2 separate regions of the Macaca mulatta genome follow, and region 2 is linked to region 1. Evidence: chromatin contacts called from public Hi-C data. All regions are on one chromosome and are shown on one strand. The core of a region is the stretch at or near the end of the contact, and the rest is flanking DNA. Distances in the headings are between cores, read along the strand shown. Region 1 has its middle 52 kb from the start of CPO. Region 2 has its middle 58 kb from the start of CREB1.

What was found. A called contact is a pair of places that touch in the nucleus more often than the background predicts.
Region 2: a contact with region 1 is called in a Hi-C map of fetal cortical plate, with 3 times the contacts expected there. The contact joins two enhancer-like sites. A contact is called at or near these places in 8 of 14 Hi-C or Micro-C datasets (CD4 T cells, blood, cortical neurons and 5 more).

What each region holds. Positions count from the first base shown.
Region 1 is chr12:112,252,672-112,259,609 of T2T-MMU8v2.0, reverse strand. No RefSeq gene overlaps it. Among named protein-coding and RNA genes, the nearest start is that of CPO, 52 kb to the right of the region's middle. Within about 2 kb of position 3,294, at least 4 of the 40 cell types and tissues checked have an H3K27ac peak or open chromatin away from gene starts, as enhancers often do. A contact at or near this core is called in fetal cortical plate, where this site is marked.
Region 2 is chr12:112,733,060-112,739,997 of T2T-MMU8v2.0, reverse strand. No RefSeq gene overlaps it. Among named protein-coding and RNA genes, the nearest start is that of CREB1, 58 kb to the left of the region's middle. Within about 2 kb of position 4,562, at least 10 of the 40 cell types and tissues checked have an H3K27ac peak or open chromatin away from gene starts, as enhancers often do. A contact at or near this core is called in fetal cortical plate, where this site is marked.

The DNA.
Region 1 (6,938 bases), core at 2,045-4,544:
ACTTCTTCCTCCCCAGTCCCCCACCACTGTAGTAGGTCCTCAGGTTACACAGTCCACAGGTGTCTTTTATACCTGGAGCTGTGCAGCCTGGAGGCCCTGCTCACTCAAGTATTCTCTATGAAAAGGAACCACTTAAAGTACATGCCTTTTTACAGTAGATATCAGCAAAACATGCAGAATGAACCACAAAATGTCACAATGAAATGTGCAAATGACATGGGAAGTGAATATCATCCGCTGTGCTCTTCTCTGTGTATTGACCTCACATCTGTTAGGCTCAGAAAGCAGGAAGAACTAGGGCTTGAAAGAAAACCCTGCAAGTGTTCTCAGGGCCAAAAAGCCCTGGAAAGGACTGGCTGCAGAGACCAGGTAAACTTTGATGAATGTTGTCTCTTCTCACGCAAGGTGATAAAACATTAAAGCTGGAAGGGGCCTAGGAAGATGTTTTTCTCTAGCTCTCTCATTTTACAGATAGGGAGACTGAAGGCCAAAGATAGGATCTGATTCCCCAGCTACTAAGTTGGTGATGGCAGAGTCGAGACTTCCAGTCCAGCCCAGGTCTTGCAACTCTCCAATATAGTGCTCTGTGCATAGCACTAGGGTGATTTGGCTGGGAAGAACTTAAGGTCTGCTCAGAATATGACCCCACTCCACCTTCTGGCTGCAGAAGAAGGGAAGAGCAATGCATACAGAAAGGAGGAACCGGCAGTGGGAGAACAGTGATGATTCAATCACGAGCCAAAATACCAAGTTATTAAAAATAGAGCTAACTTTTTCCCTTCTATTACCACCCAAACTTTCATAGACATCTCCAAGCTGTCTTTAGGAACTGGAAGTCAAGGGAAACAGAGGATGCTATTTTATTTTATTGGTTACCTCTCGTACTAATCCGATGATTAGTGATAGGAAGCAGAGGAATTAACATTGTGGGGATCCTGAGGAGGACCCACTGTCTGGTCTGTATAACATTTCGTTTCAGTACTTTGACATGGCACCTGCCACTGGAAACTCTTTTATGTGTAGTGAAGTGAAGAAAATGGGTTTGCAAAGGTGAACTGATTTTCCTAAGGTTGTAGAGTTACTGATTTCAGAGGTAAGACCTAGAACTTCTGTGCATTTTCTTATTCTTTCTGCGGATATGCAATCATACATCATATATATTATATATATACACACATTTAAGGGAGACATCAGTGTGGGGAGGCAAATTTTGAGTGGTGGATAGACCTGGGTTATTGTACCCATGGACAATTACAGGCTCACTAGCTGTGTGACTATGACCAGCCACTCAACTTCAATGGGCTTTCATTTTCTCATCTGCAAAATAATAACACAAATATCTGCCTCATGGGACTAATATAAGAATTAAGTGTTATCCTTACACTAAATAAAATGATTTGCATGTAGCAAATGTTCAAGAAATGTTACGATTTTTTCTCTGCATTGATAATCAAAATATGGAAGAGTAACAGAAATAAAAGATCTGTAATTGGTTAAGCATAATCAAGATATCAACAGAAATACCTAACCATGACTGTAGTATGCCTTCTGATCAGACTTCTCTCTGGAATAATTATTTGTTTGCCTCTTTTTTTGATTTTTCAGATATTCCTATTGGCATACAATAGACAGAATATAGCTCTTTAATCTTTCCCAACCTCTCTGTTTATCTAGAATTAGAAATCCTTTGGGTAAAATTTTGCCTATACTAATTTTGATACGCTAAGTTAGTATGTGTATGGTTCTAAAGAGAACAGTTGAAAAGAATGAAGATTATAGATAGGCCTTTATTCTAAGGGTATAGACTTTGGGAAACACTTATATCAGCCATGCTCTTAAGTTTTAGATATGGGACATAGAGATCAAACATAAATTCTACCTAAGAATAAGGATATCTCTTATGGCTTGCAACCACAGAAATGATCATAAGTGAAAGAATTTAATACATTGCCAAGAATGAATATAATGAATTGGAACCAAATTTGTAGTAGAAGACCTTTTGGTATGTGTTCCCAGCCCCTTTTCTGGGAACTGTTCACCCAAATGGGTGGACTCTTGTAGCTATTTCTGTACTGACCAACAGTTACTTTACTGGTCATAGCTGATTGGAGCAGAGATGGACACCTGCCCCAATCTGGGCCAATTAGATTCTCTGTCAGAAGTTTGGATCTAGTATGGTCATCAGTTACTTGGGGGTCTTGATGCCAGGAAGCAGTGTGATGCTAGGGCTGTGATAGAGATGTCTCTCCATGTGCAAAATGTATGAAAAGAGAGAAAAATAAAGGAGGCACATGGAGGGAAGTAGAGGCAAGGAGCACTAGTGCCACAGAAAGATTTGCAATAGCTCCCTTGGTCCCTACTGATTCTCCAGGCTCTGATTTCTTCTTTCCTAGAGATGAAGGGTTATTGAGTTCTGTGTGATACACATGGGTCCTTCCAACAAATTCTCACTTTCATGCATTGGAGTCTGTTACTTGTATCAGAGATCTCTTTAATGAGATAGGGTCTATGATGATTTAGTGGTCAAGGTTATTATTCAGCCAATCTGTATTAGAAATGTCTTGTTGGGAAGGATGAGTTTCTTATGCAGCCATACAAGGAAGCAGGGCCTCGGCCAGAACAAAGCTACAACAATCTCTTTATTTAAGTTCACCCATGGTGTATTTCTGTTTTTCCCTCCATGTACATGTATTCTCCCCAATTAAGCTAGAATCTTCTTCTGGAAGATGACTCTCCTACTCATGTTGTCATCCCCTGTAACACCTGCACTGTGATGTTATTGAATTTGCTGATGGTGTTCATGTAAAATGAAATTTTTAAAAAACTCCAACTTTCTGCTTCAATAATTTTCCATTTGGACAAAACTTCTTTTGCTTCAATTTGGAAAATAATCACATTTCTTTCTCTTGTTGTTGTAACCAATCTCTCTTCGCAGCTTTGTGTCAATGAGAAGATAGGTTTATTTAGCCAGTAATTTCCACTGCAGAAAATCTTGGGCCCAGATTGCCCTGCAAAAGCAATATGTTCTGTTTTATTTTTATATTACATTATATTTATTTTAATTGCATTCTCCATCTGGTCAAAGATGGCATTAGGCACCGTAAATGGAGAAAAGAAACAAAGAGATATCTAACTATGATAATAACTGGGATTATTATTTTTAAAAATCATCTAGGGGCACTACAACCTCCAGGCATGAGGCAAATTCCGCAGCCCTCATAGGAGAGAGCTCCAGAAGGGCTGCGGAGAGGAAGAAAGATGAAGAGAAATGGACCAGATCATGACTTGCTGTGTCCCCCCTGGGCAGCCCTCCGTGGACTCTTATACCCAGCCCAGGCCTGGAATCAGTTTTAGGACAGCACAGGGCACAGTATGAAATGATACATGTAACTCCTAAGCTATCTGGAGCACTTTTATAATTTCCAAAGTAGTTGCAGAAGGACATTAATGCACAGTTTCAATCAAATGTTTTATTAATAAACTTTCAAAGAGACCCCCACGGGAGAGGTCATTTTCTTCTCATTTCAGGAGATGTTTCTGTACAGCTCTGCTAACAATTGGAGGTCTTCCAAATGAAGCTGATGTTATTTCAATGGCTTTGTATACCAGAAACCAGATCCTAAAATCAGATGCCTGCAGTGGAAGGCTAGGCACTCAGCATTCAGGCCAGGATGCTTTATGAAGGGTTATCGGGGATGCTGAATCGTCTGTTCCGGCTTTTAAATCTGAACAAATTATGAGACTTAAGAGGAGAGTTTACACATGAAAGTTTGCCAAAAACAAGTGGGTGGTGACATTCCCCGACTGTAATCTATTCCTCCTCCCACTCGCTGCAGTCTATCACTTAGGATAGTTTATGTTTCAAAAAACAAAAACCCATTTGAAACTAGCTTGAGCAAATAATGGAATTTGTTGGTTCACATACTGATGGCTTCAAGGTATTTGGCTTCAGGTATGGTTTGAGGCAGAGACTCACCATATTCTCAGGGGCACCATGGATTTGAGAGACTTTCATCCACTTTGGGTGTCAGATCTTTTCTTCAGGTTGGTCCCAGGCTGAGGTTCCAGAAATGGCTGTATGTCTCCAAACATCACATCCTTTCCCCATGCTGATCAGAAGATGAGAAAGCATCTTTCCTTAGTCCTCACCAAGAGCTAGGAAGCATTTTCCCTCTGGAACTTCAAAGTCTCCTTGCATTTTGTTGGTTCAAATTAGATTATGTTCTCATCTCAAAGGTAATTGCGAGGCCTGGGAAGGGGTAGATGGAGTTTGCAGATCAGCTTGCGTCAATCGGAACTCACCCCTGGAACAAAGTCAGATCACTTCTATTGGGAGCGGGGCTTTTTCCCGAAGGAAATCCGGGGTGCTGTCATCATGAAAGGGGGGGAAATGGACATAGGCAATAAAATCCCAGGTATCCTCTACAATATGCAGAACCATGATGGGCAGCACCACCCACCCCTGCCCTAATGGGCTTCGTATAACGGCTTCTACTCTTGATACTAATTACAACATATTTTACAGAATAAAATAAATAAATATATATATATATATATATAAAACAACAAAAGGTAAAAAAGGTCCACTGGGATTCATCAGGTGCTTTTTGTCCTGAGCAGTCTGAGAGGACCTGTCCCTGAAGTGGCATGCTGGAAGAAGGAAGATGATGGAATAGTTAGAATGAAGAAAGCTGTGGTAGGCTTGACGGGCACCCCACCCTCATCCCTTTCATGAGGCTGCAGGGCCCTTCCCCAGCCGCTAGAGGGCTGCTGGGGAGTTGCTAGTAACTGACGGCAGTGCCTTGTCCACCTCCCTCCCTGTCCCCCAGTCAGTTGCTGACAGACAAGGCACAAAAATCCAGCCCCTTCTCCCTGAGCTGGGGCCGATCTGTGGTGTATTTGTCTTCTGATCCTCCTAGGCCTCAAGCCAAGTCTAGACTTCACCTGAAACCACCTCCTGGCTCAACCCTTTCCCTTCCTTTTGGTCCTCTCACTCCCATACAGCCATTTCCTGAAGAGCACCCCTCCATAAATCAGATCACTAGAACCTCAGGCTCTGGTTCTAGAGAATCTGGCTTTAAACAGGGACTACTTGGTAGAGAGAAAGAAAAACCAAAACATAAGCTAACAAATAAATGGAATAGAAGTCAGAGCCTTGGTTCAAGGTGGGTTTGATGAGTAATGGGTTATAAGAATCAGAAGATGCTTCAATTAATTAGGACTCTGTGGTTTCCCAGTAACAGACAGCCCTCTGAAGTGACTGAATGCAAAAAGATGATGTGTTTCAAAGCATAAGGGTGCAGGCTGGGCATAGTGGCTCATACCTACAATCCCAGCACTTTGGGAGGCCGAGGCAGGTGGATCACTTGAGGTTGGTAGTTCAAGACCAGCCTGGCCAACATAGTAAAACCCCATCTCTACTAAAGATACAAAAATTAGCTGGGTGTGGTGGTGCACGCCTGTAATCCCAGTTACTTGGGAGGCTGAGGCACAAAAATTGCTTGAACCCAGGAGGTGGAGGTTATAGTGAGCCAAAATCATGGCCCTGCACTCCAGCCTGGACAACAGAGTAAGACTCTGTCTAAAAAAAAAAAAAGAAAAGAAAAAAGAATTGGGTTGCCACAGAGGACCTATGGGCTGTAGGTCAGCCGCAGTAGAAGGCCACCCACATTCTCCTCCTCTCTGTCACCTCTGCACCTGCTTCACTGTTTTCTTCACTGCCCACCAGGCCTGGTGGAGGAAAGCACAGTCATGATAAAGCTCTGAATATTTCACTCTCTTCCACTTGGGAGATTGGACTGGACTCCGTTGTCCCAATTTTTGGTTCCAGTAGAAGGAATGTTTATTGGTCCTGTGTCAAGTTAGCCCTGGACCAATCAGTCTTAGCCAGTGTAGGGTACCTGAGGGCAGTGACTTAAGCACACCCCTAGAACGACCCTGGATGGTAGATGCATCTGAAGGTGTGCTCCAAGCTAGGGAACTTGAGACTGGGCAACATGGAGATCATTCCTTGTCTATGAGAAACATCTGAGCCCCAGACCCATCCCCTGGGACACAAGCTCTATGGAGATTGAGGTCCTGAGTTTTGGGTTAAATCAAGGTTACCAGGTGGAGGTCATTTAGGGGAGGGTGTTAAGTGAAAATGCTGTATAAACTGCACGCTGTTTGCAAGCAGTTACCCACCGGGCCATATGGGTATCTTATCTGGCACCACTGGGCTATAGGTAAGGCAGATATCCTGTACAGCTCAACCACTGCTGTACTCTCTCTCTATGTAAGCCTCTAATAAAACCCTATGTCTTGTTTGCTGGTTCTAGGTCTCTTCTTTGGCCTCTTGAAGCTGGTGCCTTCCTCACTGAGGTAAACAGGAGTTTGGCACAGCAACCAGGAGCAAAGGTTTGGGGCAGATATAGCATTGTACAAACACACCCCAGAAGCCTACTCTTGTGGCCACATGAAAGAGAAGAGATGGTTCTCCAAGAAAGGCCATTGGCAGATAACATTACGGATGCCCACTATGCTAGTGAAAGTAACATGCCCCAAGGGAATGTCACTTTATGAATTCTACCACCCTGAACGTGATTTCTATCTTTGCCCTAGTCAAAACAGTTATTAATGATGAGGGCAGCATGCTGATTAGATTCAGGGGACGCTTTAAACTGGGAGAAATAGCTAATATGTTAGGTGACAGAAAAAGGACGCTGAAAGTTTGGTAGACTTTCCTAGTGCCCAAAACAATAATATCATATATAATGGGATAAAGACTCTTTAATTAGGTTAACAATTGACTTGGCAATAACAGCATGGAAGAGCCTTGACTTGACAATGATTAGTTTTTTAAAATCTAAGAATTTTAGTTGACCACGAACTGGTTGTGGCACGACTTGGCTTTAAATAAAAGATTTGCCATCTCAGGCTGCATTTACAAGTACAGTATC
Region 2 (6,938 bases), core at 3,313-5,812, 480 kb before region 1:
GTTGCAGTAGCAATCAGTAATCAATCAAGTCCATTGAAAATGAAAATTGTGGCCAGGTGGGGTGGCTCACGCCTGTAATCCCAGCACTTTGGGAGGCCGAGGTGGGTGGATCACCTGAGGTCAGGAGTTCAAGACCAACCTGGCCAACATGGCGAAACCCAGTTTCTACTAAAAACACAAAAATTAGCTGGGCGTGGTGGCACGCACCTGTAATCCCAGCTACATGGGAGGCTGAGGCACTAGAATTGCTTGAACCCGGGAGGTGGAGGTTGCAGTGAGCTGAGATTGTGCCATTGCGCTCCAGCCTGGGTGACAGAGCCAGACGTTGTCTCCAGGAAAAAAAAAAAAAACAAAATTGTAAGGAGTTTTATTTCCTTTCTCCCAACCTCTGTCTTTTTAAAAGTTATTATTTGTTATATAAGATATGATTAGATAGCAATAGCTTCCTTTTTCATAAGGTCCCCTTGAATAACTCGCTCATATTTACTGTATATCAAATGCTGCATCATCTAATGCTATCTTGGTCTTTCTAGCATACATTTCTTTTGTAGACTCTGAATACTTAACACATGTCTTCTGATTTATGGTTATTTTTAAAAATCTTGGTGAGGTAGGAGGAACAAGTATCATTGTCTCTTATTTATGGAGTATTAAAAGGTAAAGAGAGTTTAAATGGATTACTTAATGCCACAGACTTTATCCAGGGAAAAGGTTTGAGTAAGATCCCAGGTTTTCTGCTTCCTAATTCAATGTGCTTTCCATTAGCCTGTTTTAATCATTTTAAATGTAGATTTATATAAAAACTTTCCTTACAAAAACTTCAGGTGCTTTAGAGATAACCCGTAATTCAAATAATGCCTAAAACCTTTGTGGGATGTTGTAATGATGACAGGATAAAGTGGAAGAAAAGTGTATGGGAAATGAAAAGGAATACATCAGAATTAGTGCTCATAAACTTTGTCCCCTGCCCAAGTGCTATTTAAATTTGCTGAGCTTTGTGGATGTTAAAGAATAAATATTTGCCTCCCAATTATCAGTGACAGAACCAAAAAGGATGTAGCTTAAAGGTCTACAGAGTGCAGGCAACTAGTGAAAACCGGGGAGATGAGCTGGGTTCATGTCAGGACGGGATAGGGATTATGACAAACAATAGTGATGCACTCTCGTAAAGGGGAAGTCACTCGTCAGTTCCAGTGAAAGGATGGGCCCAGTCATGCCAAGTCGTCTTGACTTTACTGAGAAACCCAAAATTGGATTTTTATGTAAAGTATTTTGATTAAAAGAACAAACAATGCAGGCCACATTAGTATGTTTACAAGTGACGTACGCCCCACAGGCCTCAGTCCTCTCTTGGCATATTTGATTTTTGACTTTGAACTGTTTTCAGATTTAGAGTTCCACTAAGAATAACAGTTGATCTGTTGGGTGGAAAGGTTCCTTTCCCTTGCATATATTCCTGATGATGGGCCTTGAAGGTAGCTTGACTCTTTCTTTCTTTTCTTTCTTTCTCTTTCCTTCTTTCTTTCTCTTTCCTTCCTTCTTTCTTTCTTTCTTTCTTTCTTTCTTTCTTTCTTTCTTTCTTTCTTTCTTTCTTTCTTTCTCTTTCTTTCTTTCTCTTTCTTTCTCTTTCTTTCTTTCTCTCTTTCTTTCTCTCTTTCTTCCTTTTTTTTTTTTTTTTGACAGTTTTGCTCTGTCGCCCAGGCTGGGGTGCAGTGACATGATCTCGGCTCACTGCAACCTCCACCCACCAGGCTCAAGCAATTCTCCTGCCTCAGCCTCCCCAGTAGCTGGGATTACAGGCATGCGCCACCACACCCGGCTAATTTTTGTATTTTTTGTAGAGATGTGGTTTTACCATGTTGGCCAGGCTGGTCTCGAACTCCTGGTCTCAGGTGATCCACCTGCCTTGGCCTCCCAAAGTGCTAGGATTACAGGCGTGAGCCACCATGCCCGGCTAATTCCTCTTTTTACAGAAGTACTCCCCAGCCTTGTTGCCATAAAAGGCATTTCCTCTGCTTAGGACTGCTGTCTACCCACTGTTCACATCACAGCTCCCGTGTAGGTGTGTCCCCTCAAGCACGGGGGCTCATGACACAGGCATGCAGGCAGCAGGCTTCTGTTCAGTGGTTCGGGAGTTGTCACTCAGGTCCAAGAAAATGGCTTTGCGGCATCTACCCTTGGCATGTTATTGATAGCCTCCCCTTGGTCTGTCATTTCTCTGTAATTGATAACTGTTATTGATAGCCTCCCCTTGGTCTGTCATTTCTCTGTAATTCCTGCCCTGCAGGAAACCAGGAAGTGATTTTCTATGCACAACCATGAACCATATTTTTACCTAAAAATATATTTATGAACTGATCTCTTTTTCCTCCAAATATTAACAAACCCTTTTCCTTAGAATGGAAGAGGACAGTCATTTCTGTAAGATCATATTGAGATGAGAGATGCAAACATTTTTTTGTCCTAGAGTTCTTCGAAGTTTACTGTCATGAGAAAAACATTTCTTCCTTGAGGAATTGAATTCTGAAAGTTCAGGAGCCCAGTAGCATCATAATTTTTTTTCCGTTCATTTCTTCCAATGCCCTATAAATCAGTCGTAAAAATAATACAAACTCGATCCCAAATTAGATATAAAATATGCAAAGGTGTTGTGCTATGTAAGTAATGTACTTATTATCACATATGCAATGCAAATGGATGTGACATTCTACAGACTACTTCGGGAAAATAGAGAACATAAAAATGTTCTGATTTTAAACACAAAATAATTCCATTCAAAAATTGACCACGAGAGGGCAGCATTGTCTACACAAACACAGAATGGCCACTGCATTTGAACCTCAGACATTTTCTTGAGGTTCTTTCACCATTTGGTTTCAAACACAAGGAATGATTATAGAAACAGCATCATTGATGCTTAGATTCACAGTTTTAAAAATGAAAGCTCCAATCTCTTGGTCTACGCAGCCATTAGAAAGGCTAATTATCGTGGAACAATGGCACATATTTCTTTCTTGTATTTCTCTGTCTTTTCCAGCATGTCTCCTTCACGTTCTACACTCCGTTTCTGTAGTTCATTTATTTTGGGGAAAAAAAAAAAAAAAATCACCCGACTATTATTAGTCTGAATCCCAGTGAGCTCCAATTTCTTTACGGAATTTATTTATTTATTTATTTATTTATTTTTCCCCGAGTCTTGCTCTGTCCCCAGGCTGGAGTGCAGTGTCACGATCTCGGCTCACTGCAACCTCCGCCTCCCGGGTTCCAGCGATTCTCCTGCCTCAGCCTCCCGAGTAGCTGGGAATACAGGCGCGCGCCACCACGCCCAGTTAATTTTTGTATTTTTAGTAGAGACGAAGTTTCACCATGTTGGCCAGGATGGTCTCCATCTCTTGACCTCGTGATCTGCCCGCCTCGGCCTCCGGAAGTGCTGGGATTACAGGCGTGAGCCACCACGCCCGGCCATCTACAGAACTGTTAAGCAGTCTAGGGTAGTGAATAGAAACGGGGCCCCAGCTGTGGGCAGGGACTGCTTCTGCCACTTCGAGATTTGCTTTTCCCCATCGATGAACTGAAGGTAATAAGAGCATCTGCCTCTCAATGTGCTGTTGTGAGGAAGCGCTTTATAATGGATTTCATAAGGTGCCTGGCACGTAGAAAGTGCTCAGTAAACATTGCGGTAACAGTGGTGGACTCTTTTTTTTTTTTTTTTTAATTGAATGAGTTGTCAACATTTAAAAATCTGGAGAGCTCACATAAAAATCCTCACTGATCAGTTTTGTCCACATATGTTACTTGCCTGGCTTCTGTGGGCACGCGGGTTGTGGTCCCTCGTGAACCCTTCCATCTCCCACCATCTGTTTATTGCCTTCAGATGATGATAAAAAACTGCACCATGGCCAGCAAGAACAGCTGTAGGAAGGAAGACTTCAGATTTTTTCTCCAAGTTGCAGAAGATGATCGTGCTCAGTCCTAAACTCTCTGTAGATTCTTTTATCGAGCAATCCAAAGCCCTTAGCGCTGCAGTTTAATCTAATTTGTTTCTTTTGTCAGATTTCATTTTGAGGCTGCAGCCTTTGAGAGACTAGCAGAGAGCATTTCCTATGGGAAATTTGGTTTCATTCATTTCTAGGTGGCAGTTTGGGGGGTCAGGATTGTCAAACTGGGGAGGACATCTGACGCCTGATGGTAGAACAAAAAGCCACCAGGGACAGGCTTAGGATAGTTCCACTGTGACATCCTTTTTCCTTTTTCCCTTTCACTTTGTCAGCCCCCCTACCCCATGTGTTAAATGGATTTTCTTATTTTTAATCTTAAAGAAAAAGAATTTGTGTTTATAAAATAAGATTTAAAAGGTTATTTCCTCCTCACAGTGGGCATCCAGGGAGATGGCTTGGCAGCCCCCAGGAGCTCAGGGAGGAGCTCAGCGATCCTCTCCTCTGTCTTACAGAACCGTGCTAAGTTACCAAAGGAAACCACCACTCATTTATCTAAACCCTTTGCAGTTAAATGCTCAGAGACGAATGCGCTTGTTGCAACTGCTCTCAGGGTGGCAGCAGACACTCAGAATGGTGTTTCGATTTAACTTATTGCATTTCAGCTAATTGAAAAGCAGAGCACATCGAAGGGCCTCTGCGAGAACACTTTTCAGACTATAAATCGGGGCTGGAGGATATGTTTAATTAAATCAGTCCTGAGGTCACAGGAAGGAAAAGCAAACCTCTCCCTCCCAGACTTGACCTGGTTCACGTAACATGGCAGCTAGAGAACTTGGAAATGTGTTAGTAGGACTAATGTAAATATACCAGAATAAAGCACTTCTCCGCCAGACTACGAAGCAAGAAATCGGATCTAGAGGCAGACAATGGCTCTGACCTTCCAGTTTAATTCTGCATGCAAGAAACACACAGATGAAGATGGCTGGAGAGGCTGAATTGCTACGTTTCAGATTGCAGTGCAAAGGATAGACTTTCTTAAAAGAACTTATTTCCAAAGAATTCTATTATTTGCTAGCAGGGACTTGGGAAGCCTTGAGTCAGTCCTGGGCCAGAACTGAGTGTGTGAAGGGGTGAATCATTAACTAAAACCTACCAGTTCATGAAGGAGGAAACCTAGTTAGCATTTGGGATCCTAGACTGGACACTAGCCAGGTGTCGTCTGCACCAAAGGAAAGCGTGGCCACACAGAAGAAGGGAAAACGGGTAGGCCATTTGTATGGCTTGGGCCAACCCAGCATGGCCCACACGGGAAGGCTCCACACAAACCTGTTGGTCTCACTTTTCTTGCTGAATTCTCTCTCAGGTTCATGGGCTTATATGATGAATGTTCATGCAACATCTTTCAACAGCCTTCTCTCCCCATCCTTCCCAAATTTAAAGATAGGATCACGTGACAGAAAGAAAAAGAGCAGAATGTAAATGTGAAATCATAGCATTTGAAGGTGTGATCTTGGTTTTTAGCTAGAAGACGAGGAAGCTGAAGAAGTAACTAATTCAGGCCGGGCATGGTGGCTCACGCCTGTAATCTCAGCACTTTGGGAGGCTGAAGTGAGCAGATCTCTTGAGCCCACGAGTTCGAGACCAGCCTGGGCAACATGGCGAAACCCTGTCTCTACAAAAAATACAAAAATTAGCTGGGCACGGTGGTGCACGCCTGTATTCCCAACTACTCGGGAGGCTGAGGTGGGAGGTTGGCTTGAACCTGGCAGGTGGAGGTTGCAGTGAGCTGAGATCACACCAGATCTGCACTCCAGCCTGGGCAATAGAGCCAGACTTTGTCTCCTTAAGATATAATAATAATAATAATAATAGTAATTAATTCAGTCCAGCCAGTCAGCATAGGGAGCTAGCATGTTGGTCATAATTGCATGGCCCAATCTAGAGCATATAGGTTCCTGTTATGAGCATCATGATGTGAAACAAAGGACTCAGTGCCTTGGAATCATTACCCACTCCTCTTGCATCTCTAATCATATATTGATTATGCTTATTTTTCATTCATAATTTTCTATGACTCCTTATTTCCCATGATGCATCCATATCAGTCCTATTACCCCTTTAGATCTATTTGTTTGCTGGATCAATTCTCGTTAAGACTTTAGTTTCATAGTTGTGGGAGGAGGGCAGGAGAGCTGTGGGGGAGGCGTTTATTCACTTCTCCTGGTCTTTGAGCAGGTAGACACAAAAACCTCTCCCCACGCCCTTTTTTCCTTATCTCTTCCTCTTGGATACTTTCTTCGTTTCCACTCTCTCCTCGTTTTCCTCTCCCTTACAAACTGCAAAGAAGACCTGAAGGATGAGATCAGGGTTTGTGATAGAGGTCAAGCGTCTGCCTCACCTTAGGCAGCTAGCTGCCCCTTATCCCTCTTCCCATTCTAATGATCAGCAAAGGAATGAGCAGATGAGGGATCAGAAGAAGAGAAATAAGGACAGCAAAGCCAAAAGGTCCTGCAGGACAGGCGGTCTGGAGGCAGAAACTTGAGATCCAATACCGAGATGGATGAGATGTTTGGCTTGGGCAGTCATTCACCTTTCTGGGCCTCAGTTATCACAGCTGTAGAATCAGAGAAACAGACTGGACATGCTCTAAGCCTGGCTCTGGGGTTCTATGGGTCTATGAACTAGGAAACAGCAGTTTACAATATGAAAATGCTGCAGGATGCTTATAAAGTTAATTTACAAAAGAAAAGAAAAGAAAAACAATAGCAACAACAACAAAACCCTTCCTGTGATCTATGTATTTATACTCCATCACCGATGCCATTATGTATGAATAACTTATTAGAACCAATCAAAAAAAGAAAAGAAAAAGCACCAAAGGGCAGAATGATGAAGTTGGCGATGATGCCACCAGGCTCATTCTGGTAAGTGAGTGATTTGTTTATTTCCTCTGTACTTGGGGTTGCCACTAAATCTGGGCTGGAGAAACCAGTAAATATT